Linked DNA regions of Zea mays: regions 1 and 3 are each linked to region 2. A link is a contact called in public Hi-C data. All regions are on one chromosome and are shown on one strand. The core of a region is the stretch at or near the end of the contact, and the rest is flanking DNA. Distances in the headings are between cores, read along the strand shown. Region 1 holds the start of LOC103626441. Region 2 holds the start of LOC100276839. Region 3 holds the start of LOC103626442 (protein kri1).

Region 1 (3,971 bases), core at 117-2,616, 390 kb before region 2:
TGAGGACGCGCCAGTCATGCTCAGGCGACGCGCCACGCCGCCTCCGTTGGCTGTTGGTTTGGCCACTGACCAAGTGAACGGCAGCAGAAAGTTCAGGTAAGACTGGGCTAGTATCCTTGTATTCTTTCTTTTTTATCAGAAACAGAAGTTTGGAGCAAGAAAAAAAAATCTGTATTGAACGTCTCTTTATATAGGTACTGTGTGTGGTAGCAGTTAGCAGTGAAGTGGCAGCAGTACCTGAAGAAGAGGAGGAGGAGGTGGAGGAAGCGCTGCCGGTGGAAGCTGAAGATGCAGCAGTACTGCCGTCAGTGGCTGAGCCTGCAAGCGAAATGAGATCGAGATCATTCAGGATTTCAGGTTCAGCATCATCACAGTGTGTGCTCCTACAACTGTACGTAGTTAACTAGCGATCCGAGCTTATCATCTGAGACGTGATCACAAGATGAGCTGCTGCGGAGATGTGGCACACGATGACAGGTCATGATTCTGCTAGTAGCAGCCCAATTAATGAGATCCAGATCTTGGAGAGGTTTGGATCTCATTGTGGTAGCCAGTTGTGATCGAATGAGTACTTAGCAGCAGCAGCGGCGGCAGCGGTATGAAGGAAGACGACACGCGATCTAGCTAGCTTTATACCTCCGGCGGCGGCACAGGCGGAGGCGTCGGTGGTGACGTTGCACCGCCGGGCGAGGACCAGGCCCTGCTCGGGCGCCACGCCGAACGCCCGCAGCGCGGCCCTGTTGAGCAGCATGGCGCAGAGGCACGCCGTCTCGTTGGCGGCCGCCTCCCTGAGCGGCCCGCAGCAGGCCGCCGCGGGCGCCGCCGTGGACGTGGAGTTGAGGTACCCCGTGCACGGCACCAGCTTCGCCGCGCACGACGGCACCGCCGTCCCCTGCGCGTCCGAGGATGGCGCCAGCGCCAGCGCCAGGCAGGCCACGGCGGCGGCCAGCAGGCGGGCGGCGTTCTGCTGCATTGCTGTGGTGGTGGTGCCCTGCTGCTGTAGACTGTAGTGCTGTCTGGTGTTGATGTGCTTCCGGGCGAGCGCGGGACGCTGGGGTTGACTACTGAGGGAGGGGGAGTGGTCTGCGGGGGGCGGGAGTTTATGGAGGGAGGGATGGCGCCGCGGCGGTGCGATCGGCTGCGGCCTCGGGTCCGCTGGGCCGGGTTGGTGGCGTGCCAGCGAGGCCGCGTGGATGGGACGACGTACGGGTGGTTGGCAGGACGCCCGTGTGCCGGAATCTATGCGCTGTCTGTCCGGGCTGCCGGCCGCGCGCGCGCATGGCGGGTGCAGTGGCGCACGGCCGCACCGCACGCACGCCCCCGCGGCCGCAACGGCACGTCGACAGCGAGGGCGTGGCGAACTCATCACGTGGGAGACAGGAGGAGACTCGTGTGATGCTGCCCAGTTGCGTTGCGTACGTTCATGTGCCAACCGGCACGTTACACTTACAACGGCACCATCTGCTCTTCATATTCCGCTGCGTCCGTTTTCTCTCTCTCTCTCTGTCTCTCTCCCTTTTCTAAACCACAGCACAGACACACCACACATGTCCCCACACACATATACACGAACACAACCGTTCACCACATCTAATCACACCTCTGTGTAGGGCACATATATAAAGCCTGGACCGAATGGATCTAAGATAATAATAATAATAAAACAAAGCACAATGAATTACGTATAAATTTGAGAAAGAAGTGCGCTGTGGCTTCATACTCAAAAATAACGGGCTCCATTGATGCATGCCTAAATCTGCGATTGATGCGGGCAGGGCCCGGCCCAACGCGCGGGCCAGGCCAGGCCATGTTTCTTACGGAGAGCGACAACCGAGCCAGCGCATGATCGGAGGCGGCCCGGCCGGCAAGGGCATGTGGGCCATTTACATATATACACTTGGCTCAATCAAAACATGATAAGTATTTGCCAGGTATCACTGTTACTGTCACGAATAAATGTGGGTTTTATGACTAGCAACGTACACACACGTGCCTCCTCCTGCTCCATGCGAGAGAATAATGCATCATGCATGCTGCTAACTACAAAGATCTCTGCATACTAAACTTTTGGTCCACTAAGAGTGTCAACACTTCGTTTGTTCCATGTAATTAAGATAATGCATCATGCGACCGGAGACGATAGGTGGTGAGCCGGGAGGCGCTCCTCGCGGTGGTGATGTAAAGATAAAGCGTCGTATGTATGCTTGAACAGCAGTAGCAGTAGTGTTGGTCGAAGAAGCAAGCAGTGGAGCATCGCACTCTCACCAGCCGGCAGCAGTAGTGCTAGCTAGAATTCACGATCACGTGCGTGTCTTCTTCAGCAAATCAACGCCGTTCAGACCTAACGTAACAGAAACTCTCTCTCTCGTCGCTTTCTCTGTATCTCTCTTCGCTAGCTGCTCGCAGCAGTGGGTCACGTACCTACGCGATTATTGGCGCCGGCAAAATCTGAACTCTTGAAGCGAAAGCGAAAACCCAAACCTCCGGGCTCCGGCCGGCGCTTTCAGATCCTGTGCTGCCGTTTGCCCGTTGGTGCGTGCGTAGTGCTGAAAACGACAGATCGATGAGATGAGATGCTCGGTAGTCGGTACTGCTACGTACTACTACTACATGCATCGTTGCAGGTTCGGCGCCGGAAACTGTGCGACTGCCGGCCGGGTGGAGTACACACGTCTGTCGCCAAAGACTATACGCACACACGTTGCTAGCTAGTGCTACGGCAGTCTACTGCTCCCTCCGTTCGAAAGCTAGCAGCAGTAGATACTGCACAACAACAGGTCAAGAGCTAGCTAGCGGCCACCAAACTGGCTAGCGTCGTCTAGATCGATCGGTCCGCGTGAAGCATTTGACTAGTGCGAAGCAACTGGTATTCTATACCCGTTTCTGCCTGAAAGTTGGATGGACTAGTTCGAGTCTTCAGGAAGAGGAAGAGGAAGAGCTGCTAGTGCTAGCGTAGCGTTGAAGAAATTTGTTCGGTGTCTTTAATTTGTGTGGCCGGCCAAACCCACGACGCGTGTGTGTGCTAGCTAGCTAGAAGTAACCGCTGGGGCGGGGCGGGCTAGTGTGTGTGGACCGAACGTTTTTAGGCCACATCCAACCCATTCACGCAATTGTTTCTTCAATGTGTGTATATTAGAATTTCAGAAGGAGTACAAAAAGTGCTATGATGCATAGGGGGAAAAACAAGGATAGAGGTATAGAGGAAAATAGAGAATAAAAGATGCGTTGGAAAAATAAAAAAATGTATTAATTAAAAAGAAGAGAAATGTGTACTCAGAAGTAAGAATAATGACAACTATTTAGGAAATGAATTTTCAGAAGGAAATGACAACTATTCAGTTGGGGAAGCAGGTGCATGTGCCGGCCGGTGGCGCAGGGCAGCGGCGAAATGTGCCGCCAGCATTATTTTCATACCGAAGGAGAAATGGTCCATCATATTAGGCCAGTCTTACGGAAAGATTTTTATGTCGCTATTTTCTAGGAATCTTCTTTTGTCGAAAACGGCGCAGATAAATTTCGTCTTCGTAAAACCTGTTCCATTCGTGTGAAAACTTTATCTTAATTATCTCTCTTTATTAACACTCCACCGTATGAACTTATTTAATGTCCATGCAACTTTTATATATGAACCCTATTAAGGATCCCTTTGATAGGATTTTTGAACCTGTTTTTTTTACTTTGCAAAAGCCAGAAGACAACTAAAGTGCTAAAAATTCACGGGGTGCTTTGGGTCAAAATCTATTTTTTTTCACTTTAGTAGAAAACTGAAAAGAGCTTACCTCTTACTTTTACACGCTATGAAGATGGATAGCTTAAAAACAATACCCCCCTCCCACTAGTTATATATATGAAGATGTTAGATCGGCTTTTCTCCGTCTATCTCCCACTAGTAAATTAATTTGTTAATACAAGGGATGTCAATTAGGTCCACGGACTTTAAAAATATATTTTTTATATTTTAAACTTGTTAA
Region 2 (4,430 bases), core at 1,085-3,584:
GAAAAGGGGTGCTTCGCTTGGCTTCCTTCATCCTCTTCCGCCTTCCGTGGCACGTACGGGACCGAAAGGTTTGTGCGCTCGCGTCATCGTCGTCGTGGGAGAAGAAAATTAGCGGAAAGCGACACGTGGACAATACAATACAATTGTTTTCTTTTCTTTTTAGCTATGCAAGAATAAAATAGAAACAAATTGAAAGCAATGCTAGTTTCATCCGCGAGCCTTCTGTTAATTTGAGGCAATCTACAAAGAAAATGATTTTCGGATAGTTCGATACGGGGACACCTTCAGCTCTTTATAACCATAATATTTTGAAGAAAAATATACTCCCTGATTTATATTTTATTTGTTGTGTTTTAGTTTAAAAATAAATTAACAGACAGCAAATATTCGAGAACGAAGGCTCTACATTTTAGAGTAGCTATAATTTAGATCTAAAATGTCACTCTTTTGAAGAAAAAAAATATTTGGAAAAAACTATTAATCTATATCGGCTTTTATTATTTCTACAGTGTTTTGTCTTTATGGAGAATTACAGCAATTCGAATAGTTGACTTTAATCTGTCAGCCCCGAAGTTGTCGTTTGTATCTAGAGCGTCTTTACCACTTAAACCTATAATTAAAAACAATATTTTGCGTGACCTAGTGGCTATCGGTTATGTTTACTTCATCTATTCTAAAATAAAATTTATGTTTCTCAAAGGAGAGCAGAGTTACATGAAAATTATATACTTACTTATATCAAAAGTTGTTCCAGCATGTAATGATAAATGATTTCACTTTGAAAGTTGAAATAAAATAGACCTACAAGAATTAGGAGGACCAGAAGTGTACTTGTTTGAGATGAAGGAAGCACTGTACTTTGAAAGAAGAATATTTAGCGGTGTGGTGTTTGAATATTGCCTTGTCCAAGACCATCACAACACGCCAAATTGGGCTTTTTCTGGAACACACAGCTCAGTAAAGAAAGGACAAAGGAGGACAGACGCTGAGGTTGCACGAGAAAGGAAACACAGCTGTGTACCTCAACAAGGAACAAAGCTACAAAAAGGCTGTAGGTGGGCTTAGGGCAGCGACGGGTCATGGGCTTGATGGCCCATAGTGTTTCTAGGCTGCTTCCCTTGTTTTTTTCTCTGTACGGTTTAATGCTTTGTTGGCCCACTTCTATTTTTGGATGGGTTCTTTCTCTCTGTTTTGGACCTTCTGGACTTGGTTCCCGTTCTTTTTCTTCAACAAAGTTCCTCGCTTCCATTTAGGCATGGAAATGTGTACTCAAAACCTGAAATCCGATGTTTTTATCCTATTAGGGTATGGATTTAGGTCAATTTAATACACATAGGTTTATTAATGGACATAAATCTATACCCGACGGGTTTATGAGTACAGATTTGTTCCTACAGTACCCAGACCCGTGAACTCGTGGGTTTTTTAAACCCGAGCAAATCTAGCGCATATTATCATTTTATTTTATAAACGAACAACAAACTTATTATCTCCCTATTTACTTCCTATTTTTTATCAAAGGATGAGTGTATAAGTAGTTGGTGAGAGTGTTGCTTTGTTATTATAGTTTTTTACTAGCATCATATATGTGGTAGATGGATAACTCCTGAACTCGTTGTTCATCACATAAATTTTGGACAATACTTATTGATTATAAGAAGAACTAGTATATTGGAGATGAAACCCGTGGGTACCTGCTAACCCGATGGGTACGGGTTTGGTTAAAATTTCAAACTCGTCGTAGGTATGATTTTTTAATTGGTATTGATACTGTTCACAGGTACGAGTTTGGGATGGCAACGAGTCGTTTCTTTCTGTTTTTGTTCCAAGTCAATTTTCTGTTTTTTGGCTGATTTTTTTTTAGAAAATTACATCAATACCTATGGTACCTTAGATCAATAGATCCTTTAGGTCCGGCTTCTCTACTGGCTTCAGGTGCTGTCTATTACAGCCGTGCTCTACGGAACGGGGCACAACAAAACAGTTTTACCTAAAGAGCCCCCGTAAATCGTGTTTTTTTCGAAGGTTTGAGGTGGGACACAACGAGACGATGACTTTATCAACATCCAGAAACGCTGATAGACTCGCTAATGGTTTGGATGTGCTCGTATATACACAAGCTTCTTTGTGAGTTACAGCATTGTGTGGGCCTAGAAGCGCGTGATGGGCCTTGATCCGTTCCTCTTGACGCAGGCCGCGGCGTCCTGGCCCCATAACCACAGCACATGACAACGGTCAAAAGCGCAGGCATCCGATGCGTGGTGGCCCCCCTCGGCGACCGGCCTTCTACTTCTTCACCGCCACACGCCGAGAGCGTGACAAGGAAAGGATCGGACGCCGCCTCCGCTCCCGTCGCAGTCGCAGCACATTCACCCTACCTCACTCGCCCTCCCCACCCTCCCCTCCAGACCCTCACACGGTCACACCACCGGCGCCGCCCGCCCTGTATGGCCTACTACTCGGGCGGCGGCAAGCTGTCGGCGGTGGACGCCATCCTGGCGGAGGCGGCGGACCTGGTGGCGCTCGAGCAGGTCGCCAAGCTCAACACGGCCCACCTCGATGACGACTCCGCGCTTCCGTCCAGCCTCGAGGCCCGCTTCCGCAAGCTCAAGTCCCTCCCCTCGCCCGCCGCAGTGCCGCCCGTCAGCACCCTCGCCCGCAGCGCCACCGCGCCGCGCCCGGCCCCCGCTCTGCCCGGCCCCGATCCTCCCGCTCCTGCTCCGCCTGTGCATCACCCGGTCCACGAAGACCCGCCGCCGGGAGACGCGGAGACGAAGGGCGGCGGGTCCTCGCCGCGGCAGGCTCGCGCCCCGGCACCCGCACCCACGGTCCACGCCGACGACGCCAAGGACCTAGATCAGCTGTTCGGGTCGGCGCCGCGGGGCCGGCCGACACTGCGGGAGCGGAACAGGGGGAGCGACTCCTCCTCCGTCTCCCCCTCGCCGCCGCCGCCGCCGCGCCAGGCGTGCTGCTTCGGCTTCTCCCCCAAGAAGCCCCTGCGGAGGGCGCCGTCGGCCAAGGGCAAGAAGAAGGAGGTCTGCCACGGGTCCCGCGACGTCCTCGGCGTCGACGCCGACGAGTGGGGCGACGAGAACAGGAGGATCGCCACCGAGCTCAGGGAGCAGCAGCGCCGGCTCAGGAAGGCGCTGGAGGACCAGGTGCAGGTCAGCAGGGAGACCGCCAAGATGGCGCGCTGGGTCAAGCAGGCGTCCGCGCGCATGACGCACGCCGAGGCCATCGACGACCTGCTCAGTGACTGCGAGGACGACCTCAAATGAGCTCACGCCGACGCTTTGCTCGTCGGTTCTTCCACTGTCTTTGTCTTGTTGGTGATCACAAGTCTGTCAAAAATGCTCATATGTTTTCATGAGTGCATTTGCATCCATGCTTTGGTACAATGCTTATACAGAAGAAGCAGAGTCACGAAACAATGCTATTTCTTTTATGTCACATATTATTAGGACCAGGCAAAGTATATGAATCGATGGGGCATATAAGGTTTTCATGAGTGCTGAACTGCTGATATAGGAACCAAGAACGTGGTGTTGTGAAAAAGATTTGATCATGTGTTCTGTTTCCATGAGAAGTAATTACACCTGGCTATTCTAATTTTAGTACTGCATCAAGTATTTACAACCTGCCAGGCTTGAATCATAATTGCTTGATCCTACTTTGAATGTACATCCTTAAAATAGAATTTAAGCAGCATAATGTGATACTACTACCTCCCCTTTTGATACTTGTCACCCCTATTCATTTTTGAGACATGACAAATAAAAAAGAACGGAGGGAATATGAAGCAGAGTAAAAACGCAAATGGCGTTATAAATAGTGAAGATGTGGTTGTCTACACTCTACCGCTAGATAGAGTAGCTGATTGCATAAGCAACATACAGTTGGATCCATTTACACAAAAGTCAACAACCAGAACATCTAATGTGTCCAGCAATTCCTTGTCACGCCAAAGTTCCTAATAGATGACTCAGAACGATAGCAACGTGAGGAAATTCAACAATGTCGATGTGCTTTCGTTTTCAGAGCTGTTCATGATTCGAAGAGTTGCATATATCTATTGCCTTAACCACAAGCCTAACTATGTACAAGTACAAAGGCGAAAAATACCGGTTTATCCTGGTTCATTGTTTGCTTAAAGTGCAAACCGGCATTGGTAAACCTCATACCTTTTTTTCACACTTCTGTCCAGCATAAACATTCAAGAGCCATGGAAATACAGAGTTATTGTCTTGTTGCTGTGACCATCCCAGATTTTGCAGGCAATACAGTTGATGAACAGATGCATGAAACTGAGCCTTTCTTCTGAGTAGGTTAGAATACGTCAACCTACTTTGCAAGCAGAACTTCCAGTTGGATCAACATTTGTCACGCCTCAGAAAAAAAAGAAACCAATGGTGATGAGTGTCCCTAAAGGC
Region 3 (4,232 bases), core at 388-2,887, 400 kb before region 2:
GGTGGTGTCGGTGGTTGGTGGCGTGCCCGTTGGCGGCGGGCGCGCGCGCGATGGAGTCGGAGAGCAGGGGCGTGGAGAGGGAGGCGGGGGCTAGGCATGTAGAGGCCATGGACGATGAGGCTGGCTGTCGCCGGAGACAGCGGCGGGGAGGGAGGGAGGGGAGGCGAGCGATGGACGGCCGGGAGTTATGGCTTTTATTTATCAAAGCGAAACGGAGGCAAAAGCTATAGCCGGCAACAAGGGAGTCGCTGTTTTGTATGTGGTCGCCGTTTCGTTTTTGCTATTGTCCCCCGCAGTTTCATGAGTACTTATTGGAAATTTTAAGAATCGTTTCGTTTTCACCTGTCATGTATTTCCTTCTTTTAAAAACTCCACGTGTCTTTATGTGTTGAAATTTCTACTCCTTTCCTCCACATAATTTAGTCATTTTAGAATTATTCTAAATCAAACTATGTAAATTTTGACGAATAATAGATAAGATTACATTATTTTAAACTAAAAGAATCATATATTATAGTAGTTCAAGTCATAATGACTCTAGTAGTTTTATTTTTATATTGTAAAATTTTATAAAATATCTTATGTAATCGGTCAAAGTTGATAATAGTTGGCTTATGACAAATTAAAACGACTAAATCATGTGAACGGAGAGAATATGTATTATTGATTTTAAAAAATAACATTAGATAAATGCACGAGCAACATTCCTCGTACTTAAATGAGACATAACGGTGGTCTGTATGTTCCAAATCTAGACCTGCAATGCACTATTTTCATAAACTTAGAGATGTATGATATATTATTTAACCAGTTCAAGAACATAAAACTACAATTTTAAAGTTTATGAATCTAATCGACATCTCTTAACAAATTCAGAGATCACTGGTATGAACATACTCATATGACTCCAAATAAATAAACATTATTAGGATATTATTGAATGGCAAGTTTTATAAAACTAATAGTTTTTATAGGTGTTATGTGTTTCCTCTGTAATAAAGTATTTAGACAATGGAGCGAAGCTCAAGGCAACGTGTGCGACGACGTACTGCACGTCTGTACATACGGCGAGAGATCCATCCTGCTTGCACATGCCAAATGGGATGCGTGATCCGATCTCAACCACATCCATGCCGTACGTGAGTCAATACAAATATAATCACATCAATCATGCGAACCAGCAACTTCTAAACAAATTGCTTTTGCTTTTATTTTTGCTTTTGCTTTTGTATTTGTAGGCGAACCTAAGTTTAGTTTTTTTTGGCTAATGACTACGCCGACGGTGTCAATTCAGTTGACAGTTATTGCTGCTCCTACGACGGAGCACCGCCCAAACATATAATAATAGAGTTAATTATTATAGGTGCGTGGTGCGTCACGCACGCACGACGCCGACCGGGCGTTCGGCAAGTTGCTACACAAAAGCTGAGGTGCTCGTCGGGCACGAGGCCACTTGCTCCCTGCTGGGCCGCGAGGGGCCGGCCACAGCGATCTCACTCGGCACCGGTCGGCGTCGCGCTCCAGACCAGTCCACACAAGTCCGATCGAAACGCCTCGTCAGTTTTTTCCTCGTAAAAAAAGGTCGTTTTTTTTCGTTGGACAGGCAAACGTTAGTATTTTCTTCTTCTTTTGAGTAAGGCAAACGCTCGGCACGGTAGTACTGCTACACTTGGGCTTCTGAAGTACTGTCAGCCCATGGGTCGTCCTATTCCACGAGGCCCAGCCCAGTTTACCAACGTTGCGCGCAAGATATAATAGTCTCGGCCCGTGTCGATTCCATCGATTAAAACCCTAACCCGAGCATCTTCCACGCCGCCGTTGTCTCGCCGCTTCCAGCCGTTGCTCGCTGAAGAAGATGGGGAGGAGGAAGAAGTCCAAGGAGATGGAGAAGAAGCCGCTGGACATCCTGTCGGGCTCCGACGAGGACTTCGACAGCGGGGAGAACCTCTCCAAGATCCAGATCAACGAGGAGTACGCGCGTCGCTTCGAGCACAACAAGCGGCGGGAGGCGCTGCAGCGCCTCGAGGAGCGCAGGAAGCAGGGCCTGGTCCCCGCCTCCGACGACGACGAGTCGGAGTCCGAGTCGTCGTCGGAGGAGGAGGACGAGGCGGCCGCCATTGCCTCGCGCCTAGTCGACCGCCGCATGTTCGAGGTGATCCGCCGCATCCGCAGCGGCGATCCCCGCATCCTCGACAAGGACGCCAAGGTCTACTCCTCGGAGGAGGAAGGCGGCGAGGAAGGTGAGGACGCCAAGAAGCAAGAAGAGTCCAAGCAGGAGAAGGAAAAGACCAAGAAGGAGAAGCCTCTGTACCTCAAGGACGTTAATGCCCGCCACCTGCTCGAGGAGGGCCCCGAGTTCGCAGCGCAGCCCAGCCGGAGCAGCAGCAAGTTCGAGAGGATCGCTTATGACGAGCAGCAGAAGAAGGGATTGGAGGCTTTCCTTGAGGCACAGAAAGAAGCATTAGGCGATGGTGGAGACGATGATGGCGATTTATTCCAGGTGAAGGAAAAGGCTAGAGCAGGAGCTGACGACGAAGCGGAGGAGGACGAGGAGGAGAAGCAGACAAAGGACCTTGCTGGTGAGGTCTTTGGGAAGGATGAGGAGCTGGATGAGAACGAGAAGTTCTTGAAGGAATTTTTTCTTAAGAGGCCGTACCTTGAGACAGAGAAGAGTAAGTCCTATCTAGATAATATCCAGGAATTGTCAGATGAAGAGGAGCTCGAGATTCAGGAAGAGTATGAGCATGCTTATAATTACCGGCATGAGGAGGCCATGGCATCAGGGGCAGTGGTGGCGGATCGGGTGTTGGGACATTCAAGGGTTGTTGAAGGTTCGGTGAGGAAGAAGGAGAGCAGCAGAAAGCAGCAGCGCAAGAGCAAAGAGGAGCGGATGGCCCGTGTTAAGCAAGAGCAAGCAGAGGAGCTGAAGCATCTCAAGAATTTGAAGAAGAAAGAGATTGCAGAGAAGCTTGAGAGGATCCGAATGATTGCTGGGATTGAAGGAGATGCTGCTTGTAAGCTTGGTGCTGATGACTTGGAGGAGGATTTTGATCCGGAGGATTATGACAAAAAGATGCAGGAGATGTTTGATGATAGTTACTATGAGGCTGATGAGGTTGATCCTGAGTTTGGAAGTGGTGAGGAGATGGATTTGGAGAAGCCGGATTTTGGCAAAGAAGACGAATTGCTTGGGCTTCCTAAGGGCTGGGCTAGTGACCATTCAAAAGAAGAGTCTACTGCCACTGATGCGAAAGGTGAAAAAGGGAAGATCTCTCTCAAAGACAAGGTGGAGCTTGAGAAAGAGATGGAAGAGTACTACAAGTTAGACTACGAGGACACTATTGGAGATATCAAGACTCGGTTCAAGTATAAACAAGTTAAGCCCAATAGTTTTGGTCTGAGTACCTATGATATATTGGCATCAGATGACAAGGATTTGAACCAGTATGTTTCCGTTAAGAAGCTAGCTCCTTACAGAGAGGATGAATGGAAGGTTACACATCATAAGAAGCAGAGCAAGGATTTGATCCTTGGAGGCCAGAAGAAGGAAGGGAAGAAGGACAAATCTGGCAAGAAATCTAGGTCTGAGGAAGACCCTAGTTCTTCAAAAACAGAGAACGACAGGATGACAAATGGGCAAGAGTCAACAGATGCCAAGAAAAAGTCTACCAGAAGTGAACGGCGGAAGCGTCGCAAGTCTGAGCTAAGGCCATCCAGTGATCGATTAGAGGCATATGGAAAGATAAATTCAAAGCGTCACAAGAGCCATTGACCTTCTGAGATTCATCAAAGTACATCTGGGGAATTTTGCTGTTCTTTTTATGCATTGGACAGGTGAAAGTCTTAGATTTAGCTGTCCTTGCTTCTATTTTGGGAGATGCAAAACTAGTGTTGCCCTAGTAGAAACATCTGTTGTCTTATAGTTTTGCAGACATTGTGTTGTGCGCCTCCTTTTGATTTTGATTGTTTTATTTGTAGACCATATATATATAATATAATTTCCCTGCAATTTTTCTTGTCACTGTTGTGCACCTCCTTTCGTGGATGGTCAGGTTATCCGCTTATCCTGGTGATGAATTGGAATATGATCTCATGTCTCTGTTGCATTTGCATCGTAATTATGTCACTGTTATTGTGAATAAATATGTGCCATTTGAATGAATCTAGCCTAGGTGATTATACTGTTTAATCCAGACAGAAATCTGATAATATTGCAGATTGTAAGTAGCCGC

The links. A called contact is a pair of places that touch in the nucleus more often than the background predicts.
Region 1: a Hi-C map of tassel shows a contact between it and region 2, with 3 times the contacts expected there. The contact joins the promoter of LOC103626441 here to the promoter of LOC100276839 in region 2. A contact is called at or near these places in 4 of 25 Hi-C or Micro-C datasets (bundle sheath, ear, endosperm and 1 more).
Region 3: a contact with region 2 is called in a Hi-C map of bundle sheath, with 7 times the contacts expected there. The contact joins the promoter of LOC103626442 here to the promoter of LOC100276839 in region 2. A contact is called at or near these places in 3 of 25 Hi-C or Micro-C datasets (bundle sheath, endosperm and tassel).

Annotation. Positions count from the first base shown.
Region 1 is chr5:61,836,057-61,840,027 of Zm-B73-REFERENCE-NAM-5.0, reverse strand. It overlaps LOC103626441, which reads right to left and starts at 1,366. Exons shown (of 3, transcript XM_008646849.4): 1 at 637-1,366; 2 at 238-318; 3 at 1-65. The coding sequence starts at 1,366.
Region 2 is chr5:61,451,148-61,455,577 of Zm-B73-REFERENCE-NAM-5.0, reverse strand. It overlaps LOC100276839, which reads left to right and starts at 2,334. Exons shown (of 1, transcript NM_001165438.1): 1 at 2,334-3,449. The coding sequence starts at 2,448. The coding sequence ends at 3,278. LOC103626439 (pentatricopeptide repeat-containing protein CRP1, chloroplastic-like) reads right to left here. Exons shown (of 7, transcript XM_008646845.3): 7 at 3,806-4,430.
Region 3 is chr5:61,854,330-61,858,561 of Zm-B73-REFERENCE-NAM-5.0, reverse strand. LOC103626442 (protein kri1) reads left to right here and starts at 1,637. Exons shown (of 1, transcript XM_008646850.3): 1 at 1,637-4,021. The coding sequence starts at 1,856. The coding sequence ends at 3,772. LOC100191712 reads right to left here and starts at 185. Exons shown (of 13, transcript NM_001137141.1): 1 at 1-185. The coding sequence starts at 109.